Linked DNA regions of Zea mays: region 2 is linked to region 1. The links are chromatin contacts, called in public Hi-C maps. All regions are on one chromosome and are shown on one strand. Each heading gives the region's core, a stretch centred on a gene start, on an enhancer-like site or on the middle of the called end of the contact. The rest is flanking DNA. Distances are from core to core; before and after follow the strand shown. Region 1 holds the start of LOC100273938 (Plant UBX domain-containing protein 8). Region 2 holds the start of LOC100382204 (putative cytochrome P450 superfamily protein).

Evidence for each region. Hi-C and Micro-C count contacts between places; a contact is called where the count stands out from the background.
Region 2: a Hi-C map of leaf shows a contact between it and region 1, with 10 times the contacts expected there. The contact joins the promoter of LOC100382204 here to the promoter of LOC100273938 in region 1. A contact is called at or near these places in 2 of 25 Hi-C or Micro-C datasets (both in leaf).

The regions. Positions count from the first base shown.
Region 1 is chr2:200,909,992-200,913,983 of Zm-B73-REFERENCE-NAM-5.0, forward strand. It overlaps LOC100273938 (Plant UBX domain-containing protein 8), which reads right to left and starts at 1,279. Exons shown (of 10, transcript NM_001360499.1): 1 at 1,050-1,279. The coding sequence starts at 1,133.
Region 2 is chr2:201,848,440-201,852,010 of Zm-B73-REFERENCE-NAM-5.0, forward strand. LOC100382204 (putative cytochrome P450 superfamily protein) reads left to right here and starts at 1,598. Exons shown (of 2, transcript NM_001174963.1): 1 at 1,598-2,495; 2 at 2,599-3,571. The coding sequence starts at 1,617. The coding sequence ends at 3,237.

The sequences.
Region 1 (3,992 bases), core at 29-2,528:
ATATGAAGTTAACGAACTGTTATGAGATCTCCCTCAAGATCGGATCGAGCACGTTAGATGATAGTACGGTAATAAGCGTAGCCAACACTCAACAGGCTCGTTGGAAATGTAACTATGAATACTCGCATGTAAACAAGTACAAGAAATGTCTGCAGATGGTACACGCCACTTCATTGGTGGTATCTAAAGATAAGAGTTACAGTAACAGACCCCTGAAAAAGAAAACGATAGGAATAACAAGGTAACAAAATTGTTTTGTGAGTTCCAACTTAGGCCTTGTTCGTTTACGTCGGATTGCACCCGGAATTGTTCCAGCTAATCAAAGTTTATATAAATTAGAGAAGCAATCCGGTTAGGAATTGTTCCGACCCACCAATCCAGCACAAACGAACAAGGCCTTAGGATTGGTTCGAGCACATTGAATGAAAGTATGATATCAAGTGTAGTCAACACTCTGACAGGCTTATCGTGGAATTGTAACTATGAACACCCATAAACGTAATGAGCATGAGATATTTCTGAAAATGCTACTAAACAGAATGATGCAAAGCCAAGTAAATCATTTCGAACAGGAACAGCAAACTGGACCAGATCATGCAAACAATGTCAATCAAACTGGATGCCCTGTGACCAACACGGGCCTTTTTTCACTCGACTGAGGCAGAAATTGGACCTTTTCTTTTGATGAATAACAATTATATATAAAGAGAAAAAAACAGAAAGGGGACAAGAAAAGCGACGAGATTCGGCAACAAAATCCACTCCGTAACAGTACACGAATTCCAACACTTGCTTGTGACTCCACGATCCAACACTTGCTAATAAGCCCGGCACGCAAATCCGTCGCACCTCATCCCGATGACATCTCGTCGCATCACACCAAAACCCCAACCCCATCCGCTACAAACCTGAAAGCACGATTAAACACCAAGCCCTAACGCTCGCCCCAACGTGACCAAATCCAAAGCCTAACCAATTTCGCTAGATTCCTGATTCTGAATTGAACAGGAAAAAGTGAAAAGGAAAAAAGAAAGGCCTTTAAGCGGTACCTCGAGCTTGCGTACGGCGACGGCCTCGTCCGCCCCCGTGATGCTGATGAAGGTATCGATCGCTTCCTGCAGCGGCCTTGCCATGGCGGGAGGGCTCGGTGCCAACGCGACGCCGAGGAGGGAGCGAGGGAGATAGAAGATAGGAGAGGAGTTGCGTCAACAAACTGAAGAGCGGCAGGTGTTCTGATTCCGATCTCTGAAGCGGTGACCTGTTGGCTGAAGTCTTTGAGCTGAACAACCCACTTCAAAAGGGCTTTCCCTTATCATCAAACAGTTCTCAACACTTATTAGGATCACGTTGGGATTGAAGTGAGAGGGGATCGTAGAGAAAATAAACTAATATTTTCTTTAACCCGCCGTGATCCCAGACTTTAAACGATTAGAGCATCTCGGACATCTCCTAATAATTCTACTTTCAATATCTCTATATTAGTTTCATCCTAAAAGTTTAAAAGTAAAAAAAAAACATATATAACTCCAACAGCTCCTTAAAAATATCCCAATACAGCTTTAAGAGCAACTCCAGTAGTTCTCTAATAGACTTCCTAAATCAACAATTTAAGTAGCTAACACAAAAACTCATTTCCAACAGTTCTCTAAATGAACTTTCTAAATTTAACTTCTCATCTAACCTTATTTCCTCTCTACATTTGGCCAGGGCCGTTCCTGACTTTTCAGGGGCCCTGTGCGAAATCCGAAATGGAGGCCTCATCCACACACAATATATATAATATTTAACGTATACAAATTATAATGCACTATTTTCAAGTTTATAAGATTACAAATATAAAATATAGCAAAACACATATTTGTTATCCGATGTCATTAAAAATATCTTCTAACGTTTTGTGATACAAATCATCGCTTATACCATTAAGATCAATCTCATCCAACAACTTCTTTTAGATACATATAATCACCAAACCATTTAACCTCTCTTAAGTCATTGTTGACCTCTTAAATAGTTCAAAAAATATTTCAAGTTTAAAAATCTTATCTCCGTCGATGCAACCATCATGTGTATAGTAAATAATACTCTCTTTGTATCAAAATAGAATTTATTTTGCTTCTATAGTTGATTCCTCATCATCTAGTTGAATATAGACATAAAAATCAAGAGTTAAAACAAATACTATTTTGGAACGAAGTGAATATTAGATAAGTAATTAAGACATTAGTTTAACAATCTAAACGAAACTGATCGATAATGCATCGCTCTTGCGTATTTATGTCTAGGTTAGATATGCTTAGCGGAAAAAAAATGCTAACATCTGGTGGCCAGAGGGGCCCTCTGTTTTTGGGGGCCCGGTGCACCCCCTCAGGGCCGGCCGTGCATTTGGCAACCATTTAGCAACTCTCTAAACAAAAATGTTTACTGCATTATGTAGATAATGAAGGTAATTGATGACATTTGTGACTTTATTTTTTTATGTGGATAGATACAAAACAAAACTACAACCTATATTTAGAGAACTCACATTTTTTTACTCCCAAAGTTATTTAGCAACTTCTTAAATCTGTAATTTAGAGAGCTAAAATTTATATAACTATTAGAGTTGCTCTAAGAATGGTGGCAATGCTTCTAGGCGTGGGAAACAAAAAAAATCATAGGCTCGACCCTAAATTTGTACCACGATGTTCTGGTTTAGGGCACCGAATAAATTAGGATCATCTAATAGAAGTTGTTGGACTGATTTTTTCACCATTGCCCCTAGACTATTGTTTTGGAAGTATTAATCAGGAGCTCTTTGAGATGCTCGTTAGCGAGACTTGTTGCATTCTAAGTTATTATGATGTTTTGTTTTTCAATATTATACACTATATATATAGATACATGATAAAAACATAATATCTAAAAATCAAAATATCTCATGATTTAAATAGAGTACACTTTAAATTTTATAATTTTTACCAATCTAAATAACTATTGTAACAACGTAATGCAAACATACAATTAGTTTGGTAGCAAAATATACCATTCAATATTCGTAATTTTAATATTATAAAAATGAATTAAATCTTAAATTATAATTTAGGAAACTACTTTATATTTAAGTGTGACTAAATTAAGACATACAATTAGTTTGGTAGCAAAATATACCATTCAATATTCGTAATTTTAATATTATAAAAATGAATTAAATCTTAAATTATAATTTAGGAAACTACTTTATATTTAAGTGTGACTAAATTAAGACCTTGTTTAGTTTCTTTAGTCACTTGACTAAACTTTAAGTATTATGTTTGGTTCTAGTGACTAAATCAAACTAAAAAACATTAAATAATGCAAATAATGACTGCATTACCCTATTAATTAGTACATGCCTACTATACGGAGAAAGAGAAGTGGACAAGTGAGATAAAAATCCTATTTTAGTCCCTTTTGGTCAATCCCTTAATGACTAAAGAACTAAAATTTAGTTACCCCACTTTAGTCTCCCTGTTTGCTTCTTTAGAGACTAAAAGTGATTAAAGTTTAGCCACTAAACTTTAGTCACTCCAAACCAAATGGGCCTAAGTACTTGATAAAGCATTTTGTTTCTTAGCTCCCACACTTCTTAAATAACCGGTTGTAGTCGTTACAAGCAAAACAGAAATTCTATGTAGCGCTGTCTGGTGCGTCGCCAGATATGTCCGATGTGTTGCAAACTTCTGTAAACACGTTGCAAACCTCTTTAAGTGCCATATCTATTGCAAGGTTTGATGTTTTGTTTGATACACACATGCATGTTTGATGTACTCTAATTCTTCAGCCCCTTTTCCAGTTTAGCACCGCTCCTGTTTGGTGCTTTATTTAATGCACCACCAGACTCATTAGGTGCGTCTAAGCAACCTGATTTCTTTTTTTCTTCACGTTTTTCGTTCAACCTTCTTTCGTTTTGTGTCTTGAACTCTTGCACGATCTTCATACATCTTTTAATGAGTTTTATAATATTTTATTTT
Region 2 (3,571 bases), core at 348-2,847, 940 kb after region 1:
TGCTTAAGTTAGTTAAACCACCGCTTATACTGCTCGCTCTAGGTTTAGGCGCAATTTTTATTGTTGTTTGTAAACCACTTGCCACTTGGTGCTTGCACGCACTATGGTTGTGCTCGGAGTGGCTTGTACTCTTGTGATATCATGCCAATTGCATTTGTGGTGTGGCTGCTATATTGTACTAGAGGGAACTAGTCTCATGCAGTTTCGGCCAAAACTTGATTGTGAATACGCTAGGGAGTGGTTTGGAAAAGGCTGTTCTAGAGACCAACTTGCACATGGGAAAAGCTTGAGACCATCCATAGAGTTCACCGAATGAGAGTTAGGCTCTTGCATAGGCATCCTTGTGATGCGTTCCAAGGAGGATAGGGAAAACTTTCATGCTTCTTGATATCTTAATAAAAAATATTGACAACGTTAAATGAGAGCTTAGATCTGTACTGTCCTTTAAGCTTTCGTGACTATATTATATACCTTGGTGGTGAAGATGTTGTTGCTGCTAATGGTACAAAGTCATTAATAAGTGACTGAGGAAGAGCTCAAAGTAGATGATGATGAATGCGCCGAGACATAGCACTGCTTGACTTTGATGGAAGACGACCATTGTGGAAGTTAGGAGCAATCGTCTCCCTCCTCTCCAGATGCAATAGATGGAGAGACTACGATGATGGCGCAACAACCAAAAGAGACAAAATCCTAACTACATACGAGAGGAGTCTAGGGCTTCATATGAGAGAAGAACACTTTACGGGTTTTCACCTCCAAGACTGACATTGGCACTTGCCTCAATTACCACCAGGGACTTAGGATCCTCATCCTCTCTCGTCATGAAGAGCTTCCACAACAAGCTTAATAAAATTGAGTTCAAGTTAGAGAACATGTGGCGCTCTTTTCATCATCAAAATTTACCATAAAAAATTCTTTGAATTTACCGAAAACAAAATAGGCCCATGAAGCCCAATAGGGTGGATCGCCTGCCGTGTTTGTAAAAATCGTTAAAATAAGAGGTGGAAGGGATTCGAGCCATGGTCTGCTACTCTGCTTGGGTAAAAGACGTAGGTGCACTTGTGTTGTACAATAGATTTTATATTGTAAAGATATATAACCTATAAATTTTAAAAATATAATCGTACTTTATCCATTTCGTACTCGCATTGATCCTACTATGGTGAATTGGGAGCTTGTTATATTATGAACTTGCTAACTTTTGAACTTCAAGTCTATGAACTTATGATATTCATTAATTTGTAATATTGTGAACTTGAAAAAATAGTATGAATTATGAATTTGTTATATTGTGAATACTGAACTTATGATCTTTGTCAACTTTGTTATATTGAGATAACTTTATGTTGATAAATATCGATTGAATTTTAGATTTCGATTGTTATAGTTATATTTTCCGTACCAAACCTCCCTTTTCGATATTTTCAAAATACTGATACCATTTTTTGTCTCTAGAGTTACTGTTTTTGTTTTATTTTCAATAAAAATATATAAACATAAATAGTTTTTTTATTTACTGACCGTTTTTCATCTCTAGCCCAAAGCCGAACAAAATCCAGTCTTTTCCCCGCAGCAATAGACTGGTCACCACTCACGAGAGCAGAAAACAAACAATGCCTCTTTACCTGCTCGCCGCCGGCGCGCTTATTGTCTTCCTCTACGTTATCAACAACCGCAGGAGCAGCAAGCTCCCGCCGTCTCCGCCGTCGCTACCACTGATCGGCCACCTTCACCTCATCGGCCGCCTCGCGCACCGATCCTTGCTAGAGCTGCAGCTTCGCTATGGCGGCGGCGGCGGTCTCCTCTTCCTGCAACTCGGGCGTAGGCCGACCTTGGTCGTGTCCACTGCGGCCGTGGCCGCGGATCTGTTCAAGAACCACGACCTCGCCTTCGCCTCCCGCCCACGCAGCGTGGGAGGGGATAAGCTGATGTATGGGTGCAGCAACGTGTCGTTCGCGCCTTACGGCGAGAACTGGCGCCGGGGCAAGAAGATCGCGGTGGTCCACCTCCTCTCTCCGCGGCGCGTGGAATCTTTCGCGCCCGTACGGGTTGCCGAGGTAGCCGCGCTCGTCGCACGGACACGCCGCACCGCGGAGGCTGGGGAGGCCGTGGAGATGAGGGAGCTCCTGTACGGCTACACCAACGCGGTGGTCACCCGCGCGGCCACCGGTGCCGCTGGGGCAACAGCAGAGAAGCTGAAACAGCTGATGGGGAACTCCGCAGCGCTGATGGCGGGCTTCCAACCCGAAGACGTGCTGCCGGACGCACCGGCGAGGTTTGTGAGATGGGCGACGGGCCTCGATAAGAAGATCGAAGACATGGCCGAGGCGTGGGACAAGTTCCTGTCCGATATAGTGGCCGCACACAAGGAAAAGGGGTGTGGCGACGCAGGGGAGGAGGCTGAGGACTTCTTGGATGTCTTGCTCCGGCTGCGGGAAGAAGGCGCAGATGGGCTCGAGCTCACAGACGATCGCATCAAAGCTACCATCGAGGTTATCTTCGCAGAAACGCTCTTCCAGTATCTCATCAAGAAATGTTTACTGCCGATAATCCAATATTGTTCATCTCATCCGTACTCGATTCTTGAGTCTGCAGGACATGATAGCTGCTGCAACTGAAACATCATCCCAAACGCTGGAATGGACCATGGCCGAACTCATTGCCAACCCGCGGGTGATGAGCAAGCTCCAAGGCGAGATAGCGCGAGTCGTCAGCGCCGATCAGACGACCATCGCTGAACCGGACCTGAACAAAATGGAGTACCTGAGGGCAGTGTTCAAAGAGGTGCTTCGGCTCCACCCACCAGCGCCGCTCCTCGTCCCGCACGAATCAACAACGCCCGCGGTTGTGCAGGGCTACGAGATTCCGGCCAAGACGGCGCTCTTCGTCAACGTGTGGGCCATCGGGCGGGACCCTGCTGTGTGGGACGCACCGGACGAGTTCCGCCCAGAGCGGTTCGTGGGCGGCAGTCCCTCGGTGGACTTCAGAGGGACCGACTACCAGTTCATCCCGTTCGGCGCCGGCCGGAGGATCTGCCCCGGCATCAACTTCGCGCTGCCAGTCTTGGAGCTCGCGCTCGTCAGCCTCCTGCACCACTTCGAATGGGAGCTCCCCGCCGGCATGCGCCTGGAGGACCTCGACATGGGCGAGGCGCCGGGGCTGACGACGCCGCGGCGGATTCCGCTCGTCCTAGTCCCCAAGCGCAGGACGCTCGTTCAGACATTACTGCAGTAGCACAAGGAATTTGATCTGCCTCCCTGAGTACCGAGGTTTATCTATTGAGAAGTTGTGGATCAAACAAAATTCAAGAACACAGATTACCTTACCCAAAAAAAAACGCACAAGAACACTCAATTGCAGAAAGAAATCGGTCTCTTGTTGACCGCAGTACTTGAGTTCATTCTCCCTGGATTAAGTTGGATAGTTTGGTTTTTCACATTTATAGTCTTGGGCCAGAATAAAGAGATGAATGTAAGGTAGCAGGCTAGCAGCTATCACAGTGGAAGATTGTTCATGTAATAGAGTACCGAACGATTTAGCCATATTAGGCACGAGAACTGTTCATACT